2 separate regions of the Xenopus tropicalis genome follow, and region 1 is linked to region 2. The links are chromatin contacts, called in public Hi-C maps. All regions are on one chromosome and are shown on one strand. Each heading gives the region's core, a stretch centred on a gene start, on an enhancer-like site or on the middle of the called end of the contact. The rest is flanking DNA. Distances are from core to core; before and after follow the strand shown.

Evidence for each region. A called contact is a pair of places that touch in the nucleus more often than the background predicts.
Region 1: a Hi-C map of neurula embryo shows a contact between it and region 2, with 1.9 times the contacts expected there. The contact joins the promoter of ramp1 here to the promoter of atic in region 2. A contact is called at or near these places in 2 of 5 Hi-C or Micro-C datasets (brain and neurula embryo).

Annotation. Positions count from the first base shown.
Region 1 is chr9:59,190,709-59,195,468 of UCB_Xtro_10.0, forward strand. It overlaps ramp1 (receptor (G protein-coupled) activity modifying protein 1), which reads right to left and starts at 3,440. Exons shown (of 3, transcript NM_001079345.1): 1 at 3,346-3,440. The coding sequence starts at 3,397.
Region 2 is chr9:58,682,562-58,687,624 of UCB_Xtro_10.0, forward strand. atic (5-aminoimidazole-4-carboxamide ribonucleotide formyltransferase/IMP cyclohydrolase) reads left to right here and starts at 1,790. Exons shown (of 16, transcript NM_001005460.1): 1 at 1,790-1,847; 2 at 3,685-3,811; 3 at 4,536-4,612. The coding sequence starts at 1,835.

The DNA.
Region 1 (4,760 bases), core at 2,190-4,689, 510 kb after region 2:
TATCTGACATCAAGGTCTTGTCACAGTGGAGACCAATTCCAAAACAGTTCAAGCCCATCTAAATTTACTAAAGGACTCTACAGTTTATAAGATGAATGCAAAATAACAATTTCTGGCAAAGTTTGGGAACTTCCCCACATCTGCGAAGGTTACAAAATGAATCTTTATATGAGATCACCTTGTCTGATAGGCTTATCGGATAGAAATATATTCCATAGGGGCAGATTCAGCAGAAAACCAAAACGTCCCATTTTTTTCTCAGTCTATTCCCAAAGATCAATGAAGGTAACATATGAAATGTGTTGGATCTTGTCAGCAAGGCCATGATGTAATTAGTCCTGGGAGCTGCATCTGCTTAGTGTCCCTAGCTAGCTGCCAACCATACGCATGTTCTACTCTCACAAACAAAGGCACCTGGAAAAGAAAATCCCTAAATGATATCAAAAAGGGGAAATATGAAATAATGCTTTAAATTGGATACAGGCATAAAAAAAACAAAAAGGGCCTCTCTATGACTCGTAGGGCAAGGTGCAAAGTGCAAAAAAATGCAAAAATGGAGTGCAAAGATCTGTTTGTTTCTTATGAATAAAGTCATACATGTGTTTTTCAGGACTGTATTTATGAGGGAGTCTCCATGGATGCTCCTAACTTGGACATCATTCAGAGGTACATGCTAGGGAGGTCCAATAGTTGCATGAAGCACCTTTAGCAACTCCCACAATGCTGTGCTCTAAACGTTATGCCCGTAGAGTAAGGTGCAGAGTGCAGCCATGTCCTGGGTGCAAGTGCTCTGTAAGTGATTATATTTTGACAGTTTTTTCCCAAGATCATATTGATTTTGCGTTTTAATGATAGTTCCCCTTTAATATTTTATTTGCTCTGCTGTTTGGAATTAAAATGGATTTGTAGATTCAAGATTAATAGTAAGTAGATGGCTTCAACAAATAGATATCCAATACAAATACTCTAAAAAAAGTGACAGAATTCATGGTTTTTTTTAGTTTTTTTGGGGGGGTGCTGTATTCAGTGACCCTGGCAACCAGATGGCATTTTAACTGAGACCTGGAAAGAGGCAGAATTCATGGACAAATAAGTAAAAAGAAACAAATAGACCAAATGAAAAGTAACTGAGTAGGTCACATACAATATATGTAAAGCTCATTTTAAAGAGAACCTATAGGACAAATAAGCATTGGATCTGAATGTTGCACTTCTTAGCTGTTAGAGCCATTACTAATACAGTACCTCAGGGATATGCATCGCATTACCACAGAAAGTGGCACAGCTTTGGTACCCATAATAACATCTGCCAAAATACAGGTTATCAGAACTGAATGAACAAGTATGTTCCAGGTCTTACTTATAAAACGAGCTCATTTGTGCGGCACAACTAGGCCAGTACTCTTTACTTACCCTCAAGACAAAAACCTATCTGTCTCCTATTATTAGCAGCTCTGCAGCCATTTTTCCATACCTTCCTCTAATTACTGCAAAGAAAAACTCAACACTCATTCCCCCTCCCACATTATTTCAGCTGGCAGTACCCCTCTCCCCCCAAAATCTGCACAAGGAACACTTGCTCCCTCGCTTTGTCTTTGTTCTACAGCAAACAAGCTGGACGAAACACCCCAGAGAGGTTTGTGGCACTTGGAGAGATAACATGTTATAAGCATTATGAGTATGCCTCTATTAGTTCTATGGAGTCTGCTTTGTATCAGGTTATGTGCAGCTATCACATAAAGCAAAGGTATATGGATTCCAATGATTTTTTTTATGGAGTTTGCTTGGTACCAGCAATGCCCTGGCTAATGCAGCAAGAAAAATCGCGTTTTGTGCAATCTCAATTGTGTGTTTCTTTTTTGCAAAATAAAAGCAACTGTCACTATAAAATTTCAGTAGTTTTACAGTTATTTGTAAATGTAACTGGGATCATAAGCAGTATCTGTTTATCCCTTTCTCTTCTCTGGCTCTGACTTCTGAAACAATGTAGCAGAATTCAGTTCTCCCCCAGGTCTGTTAATCAGCTGCTACATAGTTCCAGGAGCCAGAAGTGCTCAGACTATAAACAGCCAGACAGACACTGCTATCAATAGTAATAACATTTACAAATAATTTTAAAACCATTGAAAATGTGTAATAAATTAATATTTAAAAGTTGCTTAGAATTACACATTCTTGCATTGTACAACAGGGAAAACTTTGTATTTGGAGGAGGTTACCTTTTAGAAGTTAAAAATGTATATGTTTTGTAAAGTGTGGCTGAGAGTATAAGGAAGCAAGGACAACTATGCCTTACAGGCTTTTTTTTTAGCAAGATTATTAATCATTTTCTTATTAGTGATGTTTATAGACTCTCTCCCAAGGCAGACAATTCAGCTTCATCACTTAAACACACAGCCCCCAAGCATGCCCAATCTGTACTGGGATACCCTTGTCCAGCAGCAGATGTAACTGGATTGATTACTGGATCACATTATACATCAAGTAATATTTATTGGTGTTTTTAAAACTTCAACCTTGAAACTGTGTATTTGACTCCCAATGCATTATCTGCTACATAAGAGAATTTCTTCTCCATTCTTGTTTACAGGGTAACCCTTTTGAAATAAAAAATACCAAAAGTGGTATAAAGGTGATACCTTTATTGGCTAACTAAGATAACCATAGCAAGCTTTCAGAACATTTTAGTTCCTTTTTCAAAGGTAATCAGCTTGAAAAAGGAACTAAAATGTTCTGAAAGCTTGCTATGGTTATCTTAGCAAGCCAAAGGTATCACCTTTATACCACTTTTGGTATTTTTTATTTCAAAAGGGTTACCCTGTAAACATTTTTTGACTGGCTAACACGGTACATCACCTTTTCCTGCTTCTCCATTCTTGTGACTCCTCCAACTGGCAAACCTATAATGATATCTATAAGGCATTGGGCTCAATGGGTCCTGGTGTTATAACCAAATGATACTACATAACAAGTACAGAGAAAAGACACTATAATAAAAAGGCTGTATCTGTGCAAACTTTCTGAGATAGAAACAGAACTTTCTAAGATGTATGGATGACTGGCAAACTAAAGAGTAGCATTACCCTGGGTGCAGGCTGGACCATTCACTGTGCAGGTAAATCACACATTGTATGTTACAACTATGGGAAGTAAAGAAGCTGCTGTTACAGCCATGTGAGGCTCAATGTGATGATAAACATGAGAAAGGGTGTGAGCTCTACCCATAGGAGATAGTTTAATGGAAAAGGCACAGTAAATAGTAATTATCAGCTGTCAGACTGGAACCCTGAGAGTGAGAAGTAGAACATGGCAACTGTGCTGGGTATGGCAGGGATGGCCACTCACCTAGGAGGATCCATAGAAGGTGCTGGGGGTTGAGGAGGAATCCCTGTGGCATGTCTGTGCTGCCGGTGTATCTCACAGGGAGGCGTCCATCACAGCACAGTTCTTAGTCCCACTGTTGGGTGCAGCAACCAGGTGCAGGACCAGCACAAATGCCCTCACCCCCCCCCCCCTACCAAAATATACAGGAGGAGCCAAAATGGACCACCCAGCACTGATAATACTTTGATGCAGTCGGCAGTCAGAATGGTTCTGTAGGACAGACGGTATTGGACGAATAAAGCGCAAAGCCTCCCATATCCCCCCTCAGGTGGCAGCTGGGTTCCAGTGAGTGAGGCGGCGAGGCATTTCCCTGCGAGTTGGGCTCTCCCGTCCCGCACTGAGGGGCGACACACGGCCAATTAGGCAGTCTTCCCTCGTTTGCTCCACTTTACACTGGATTGGGTTCAGCCTTCCGCTGGGATTGTCTCCGCCGCTACGGGAAACTTCTTTTGAATGGCAGGCAGTGCAGGCGTGTGTCTGTGTGGGAGGAAGGTCGCTCTCTCATTGCCCGGAGTGTCCGTGTGTGTAACTTACTGACCCGGGCACCCAAACTAAATGTAGCGCCGGTCGCTTGGTGGAGGCATCCAACTAACAGAGGGGAGTGTCCAGCCTGCTCTCTATAAGGAGGCATTCCTGGAAATGGCTGGGGAGTCACCTGTACCAGTCATGGTACCTTCCTATCTCCAGCCTGAGGCATGGAATCCGCTTGTGTCTCTGGCAATCAGCTGCTCAGAGCTGGAGAGATGGATTCAGCCCTTGGCCACTCTTGGGTGGGAGATAGGGTGCTACTGGGGTTGCCATTTGTCATGCCATCCATCTTGTTTAGGAGGGCAGGTGTGGGGATGGGGGGCTGTGTGCCTAAAGAGTTCCAAGGATTGAATTTATCCGCCACACAGTGAATATTGCATTCAGTCCTTGTTTTCCCACAAAGTCCAGGTAGCCCAGAATATTAGAGTGCAGGCTGCCAGTGGCCTTTCCCATTCATTTGTGTCACCTTTCCCTGCCCTATCTTGGCTCTTCCAACACCCCCCTCTGTTGGAAGTACAGTAACCCATAATTTTAAATGAGTTGGCAAATTGAGTTTTTCTTTGTGCTACTTGTAGCACAGGTCACTTGCCCATAGCATTCTCTGTGTGACATGTATAAACACATGCTTAAAGGCAATTCTTGGCTGAAAACACAGTTTGCCATGTTTGCCTCACTACATTTCAGGCAAAAATCTCAAGCCCAAGTGGCTTCCCCATTAACATCATATGCAAGTGATCAGTAGAGGGGAACAGGTGTATCTTCATTGTTCATTCTTGTTGTCACAACAGGGGGGTAGGAAAACACCCTGATATACAATGGCCTATGGTGTCTTGTTCCTGTGTAAGTGA
Region 2 (5,063 bases), core at 540-3,039:
GTGTCTCTAAATACTGAGCCTGCGCTGCCATATTTGGCGTGAAAACTATCCTTGCAGATGGAAGAGGTAATGCCTGAAAATGTAGTCCTACATACTGAGCCTGCGTCATAGTATTTGGCGCCAGTTCAGTACTAATGTGGAAGTGGCAGTTGAACCTATATGCACTGACTTGTGGGTAGAGACTTCAAATCCCATGATGCCCAGTAAGCTTATCATTCACACGAGGAGAGCTGCAGCACTTGGCACTGATGTCTTTGCATCATCAACAATTCCCTGCTTGTGTCTCTCAATGCATTACTATTAAATGTCTACACTCCATTGATTACAGGGAAACTAAACACCCCCAAATCGCATTAATGTAAATTACTTTGCTATCTTTTGAGCACTTTACATTCATTTTTTTAATCCTCTTTAGCATTCGGTTTTGCACTGCTGATGTCATTATTTGTAACAGCAGCACCCCCTGCTGTGCTGCATGGGCCAAAGAGGGTAAATGGGACTTGAAGCTTTTATACTGTAAAGGTAGTGTCATACACGATAAGATCTGAGCAGATCTTCTCCTGATATCCCCACTTATGAGAGGGGAACATCAGGCTAATTCAGTCGTTTGGTCCAGGGGCCAAGCGATCAAATTAGAACGGTGGGTATAGGCGGGGACCACATCAACAAGCCAATGCGGTCCCGATCAATGAAACCTGCCCGATCGAGATCTGCCGATTTCAGGCCAGATGTTGGTCAGACAGGCCCGACGTTCCCATACACGAGCAGATACGCTGCCAATTCAGTCTAAAGGACCAATATCAGCAGCTAGAGTTGACCCGTGTATGGTCACCTTAAGGCCTGATTGTATTGCAAGAGCTGGCAGCCTTCAGGAGGGACAATAGATAGCAGGTATAGACAGAAAGGCAGAGTTGGTACTGGGTTTGGGCAGGACAGTCCTTACTCTTCCATGTGGTACAGGCAAGACTGGCACAAGTTACAGGCTATAGATCAAGTGTCTCACAACAGGAATCCAGGAACAAGGCAGGCAGAGGGCTCAAGATCAGGGTCAGGTGCAACTACAATGTGGGAATTGCACTGGTGGCAGGAGGGGATTAAATAACAAATGTTTGTGCCAAACACAACACCCTTGCCATGCCGGCCTCATACCCATGTGACTGGGCGCTGATGTATTCCAGGTGCCTCCTGGCGTGGGGGTTACAGTGTCAGCAGAGACGCCAGCACCTGTGCCCCAGGCTCCCTCACATCCCCTCAGGTCCCTTGCTCCTTATCAGGGTGTTAGATTTATGTGCAGATACATTAACCCTATAATGGCCCAATAAGGGGTGCTTAGCTGTACAGTGCAGCGTTGGGTACCAGTGAATATCCCTGCAGGCACTTCCCCCCTATAATACACACAAAAAGAACACCCCCATTTGTGACCCTGTGTCAATATGGTTTACACCTTTTCTAGAAAAAAAATCTGCCTTTTGTATATAATTTCCTTTTACATCAAGCATCAAGTGTAATTTTCGCTGGCCAGGTGGCAACCCTACGTTGTCTGACTGAATCAGGGAGTCCCTTATACGCGCCTATTTATTTAATTTCCTCATCATTACGCAGTAACATTTAGTTCCTCGCCACGCCCCCGCCCACGCCCCCGCCCCTTTCTCAAATCCCATCACACGCCTGTCACTTAGCCCCGCCCACTCGAGGAAACGTCCCGCTACTTGTTACCTGCCAAGTCCAAAATTATCGTCGGAGCCCCGCCCATCCTGTGTCTGGCCACGCCTTCTCAAAACCAGCAGGCCTCGGGGATCTGCCCCACGTGTAGCTGCTAGCGACCAGCGCAGAGATGGCGGAGATCGGTAAGCGAATCTGTTTCCATAGTGCGACAGGGGGCGGAATCAGTAGCCTGTTAGTACCTTCCGATTAGTTTACCCCATTTTAGTGCGCCTGTTACTTTCCGCGCAGGTTAGCGCTACATCCTGTGGTACCTTGTGTTGCATCCGTATTGCCTGGCTTTTCTCTGCGCCCACACTGCCGAGCACACTGACCCATCCATATTCCGTCCATGTGGCCTTTATATCATTTAGTTCTGCAGCTCAGGCTTTTATTGTGTCCTGCTCAGTTGTGTGCGGAACTAAAACTCTCTTCCTCCAATCTTTTATAATTATTGCTTTTCTGTTGCCACTTTATAATATACAGGTACCATCAATATTCTGCAAACTATATCTTTACAAACGGTGCTTAGTGATGTCTTTTCTATCACCTGTGAAAGCTTGTGTATTATAATAAATAAAGTACTCCTCCCTTATATATATCCTCCCTTATATATATCCTCCCTTATATATATCCTCCCTTATATATATCCTCCCTTATATATATTAGGATGTTAGAAGTAACCTTGCACAGTTCCATGACCTGATAGGGTCAGGGAATTCCTCTGTGACTTATGTTAGCCTTATATTTTACAACAGGTAGTACATTATTCACTATATAATATACGGTTTGGTCATTTCCCTATGGGACCAAACTGTAAATTATATCCTTAAAAACAGTGCTTAGTGATGTCATCAGTTATAATCGGAGCTTAGTGATGTAATTTCTGTCACATGACTTACTAAAACTTGTATATTATAATAAATAATGTACACTGTTGTAAAATATAAGGATATTAGAAGTCACCTCAGAGTTTCGTGACCTGTATAAAAGCACTTGGCCTTCAGCCTCATGCTTATATATGGTTGTAGAACTCCTCGATGACTTGTAATATCCTTATATTTTACAATAGGCAGTACTTTATTCACTATGTAAATGGTACTCGGCTAGGTCCATGCAGCAAGACACTGCACAAGACTTTCTGCTCATGGGAGCCCCATTTAATGAGACAGTAAATCAAACAACCCCCCCAAAATAAAACCAATGATCCTGTGGTTTTATTGGAAAAATAAATTGCTGTGCATGGGTTCTTGCTTGCTTCATATATGAAATGCCAATGTGCAATTGGTTTTAATCTAAATTTTTTTAAATATTCTTTATTTTGTAACAAGTAATGGGGGTACGGTTTTAATCTAAATTTACCCTGTATGGGGCGGGCTCTGAGCACCATAAAAAACACAAAATGTGGGGTTGTGGGAGCACTCGAAGGCTAAGTAAAAAATAAGTTCAAGGGAAATGCAACTGATCTGGCCAAATTAGCTACAAACATAGAGAAGAGAGGGGGGGGATTCATCAATGTACATTCCCTGGCCCACTGTTACGAAAGTAACCTAGTACCTGTGCAAGTGCATGTATTTTTAGAAAACATGTTTATAGTTAAAGTTATAATCATAAAATTGGTAAGCCACTTGATATGCCGTAAGGAAAAAACCCTAAAAAACAAACAAAGGGAGATAAACAGGCACTTTGTAGAAAAATGATAGGTTAATTTATTAGTACCCCATTGTTTGTACCCAGAAGTGTATCTAATGCTCAACATTACAAAACCAGTTAGTTGTATAGCTGGAAAGTCATCCCCCTCATCTTAAGAGAGTGGGAATGCTCAGTTGAGCAGTCATTGAACATTTACTGTATTTGACTTCAGTTCTACCATGTGACCACTAGCAGACAGCAGATGTTATGGAGCTTGATGTAATAATGCAGTGTAATTCCAGTTTGAGTCACATGTTAAGGAATATTTCTGTTCTTAATTTTTATTTGCAGCTCTGTTCAGTGTGTCTGATAAAACCGGACTGGTAGAGTTTGCGCAGCAGCTGAGCACCCTTGGCCTCTCTTTAGTTGCCTCTGGAGGGACTGCAAAGTGTCTGCGGGATGCTGGCCTCTCTGTCAGGTAAAGAACTTATTTATCTGTTTATACTAAGTAATCTTTTTATCTCTCTACATTTAAGGGTTCTGGTACATGGGGAGATTAGTCGCCACCCAAAGGGATTGAAAAATCAAAAAACAAAAGCCAGTTTCTTGGAGGTTTTTTTTTTTTTTTTTTTACTTTACAACCCCTTTAAATTTAGTAGCCCATATTAGAGGTGAGAGGTACCCAGTAAATACTACTTGGTGATTGTTCCAGGTTAGGTAATCCATACCTACCATTTGATTGCATCTAAATATTATGTCCTGTTCCCCTTCACTGGTGAAAAAAAGTACATGTGCTCTAAAGTTCTAAAATAGTTAATATTGATATATCGCCAGTAAAAGAGAACCTCTGTAGTATACAATGTGTTTAGCAGTACATTATATTGTTATTACTTTTATACACTTTAATTTTTTGGTGTTACTGTTCCTTTAAAAGAGACGGACATATCCTGCACTGATGTGCTTTACAGAGCATAGGTACTGGCAGCCATGCTGAGTTGGGAGTGTCACGGTTATTATACAACTACAACGAAACAGTTATCCAGCCTACTTGTCATGGACTGCCATGCAGGATATTCAGTAAAATGAAGATGCTGTAGATTACTATGAGATTTTATTGAGATCCCATAAGCATTAGTTGTTCACGTTCTGACAGATGAGGACAAAGCTGCAATATTCAAATAACATTTTGTTTTCTGTTACAGGGATGTGTCTGAGATCACTGGGTTTCCCGAAATGTTGGGGGGCCGGGTGAAAACTCTGCACCCTGCAGTTCACGCAGGTGAGTTATAAAGCTAAGTGGGAAATTGCACGTGAGAATAAGTTAGGCAAGTCAAATCTTGATCACAGCTAAATTAAGTGTCTCTCAAGACTTCCAAATGTACATATAATTACTCTCTGCATTGAGTCTTTGCTGTGTTCTCCAGAGAGACAGATTTAGGACAGTTTGTGCCCTGCCTGTGGAGACACAATTCTAATGTCTGGTACTCATGTCTGTCAGAACCAAGCACAAGCACTCTATCCACTGTGCTCAAGCAATGGACCCTTCACACTCAAAATGCAAGTCTTTGTATAGACAACTTTATAAAGCTTTTGTTATTGGAGACCCAGATTAGGTCCCATATGATCTTCACTACACAGAAATGTTTTGGAACTGGTTATGCACCTTACAATAACTACAGTTATGTACTGTATAAATGAAATATATAATAATGAAATACATTTTTATACAC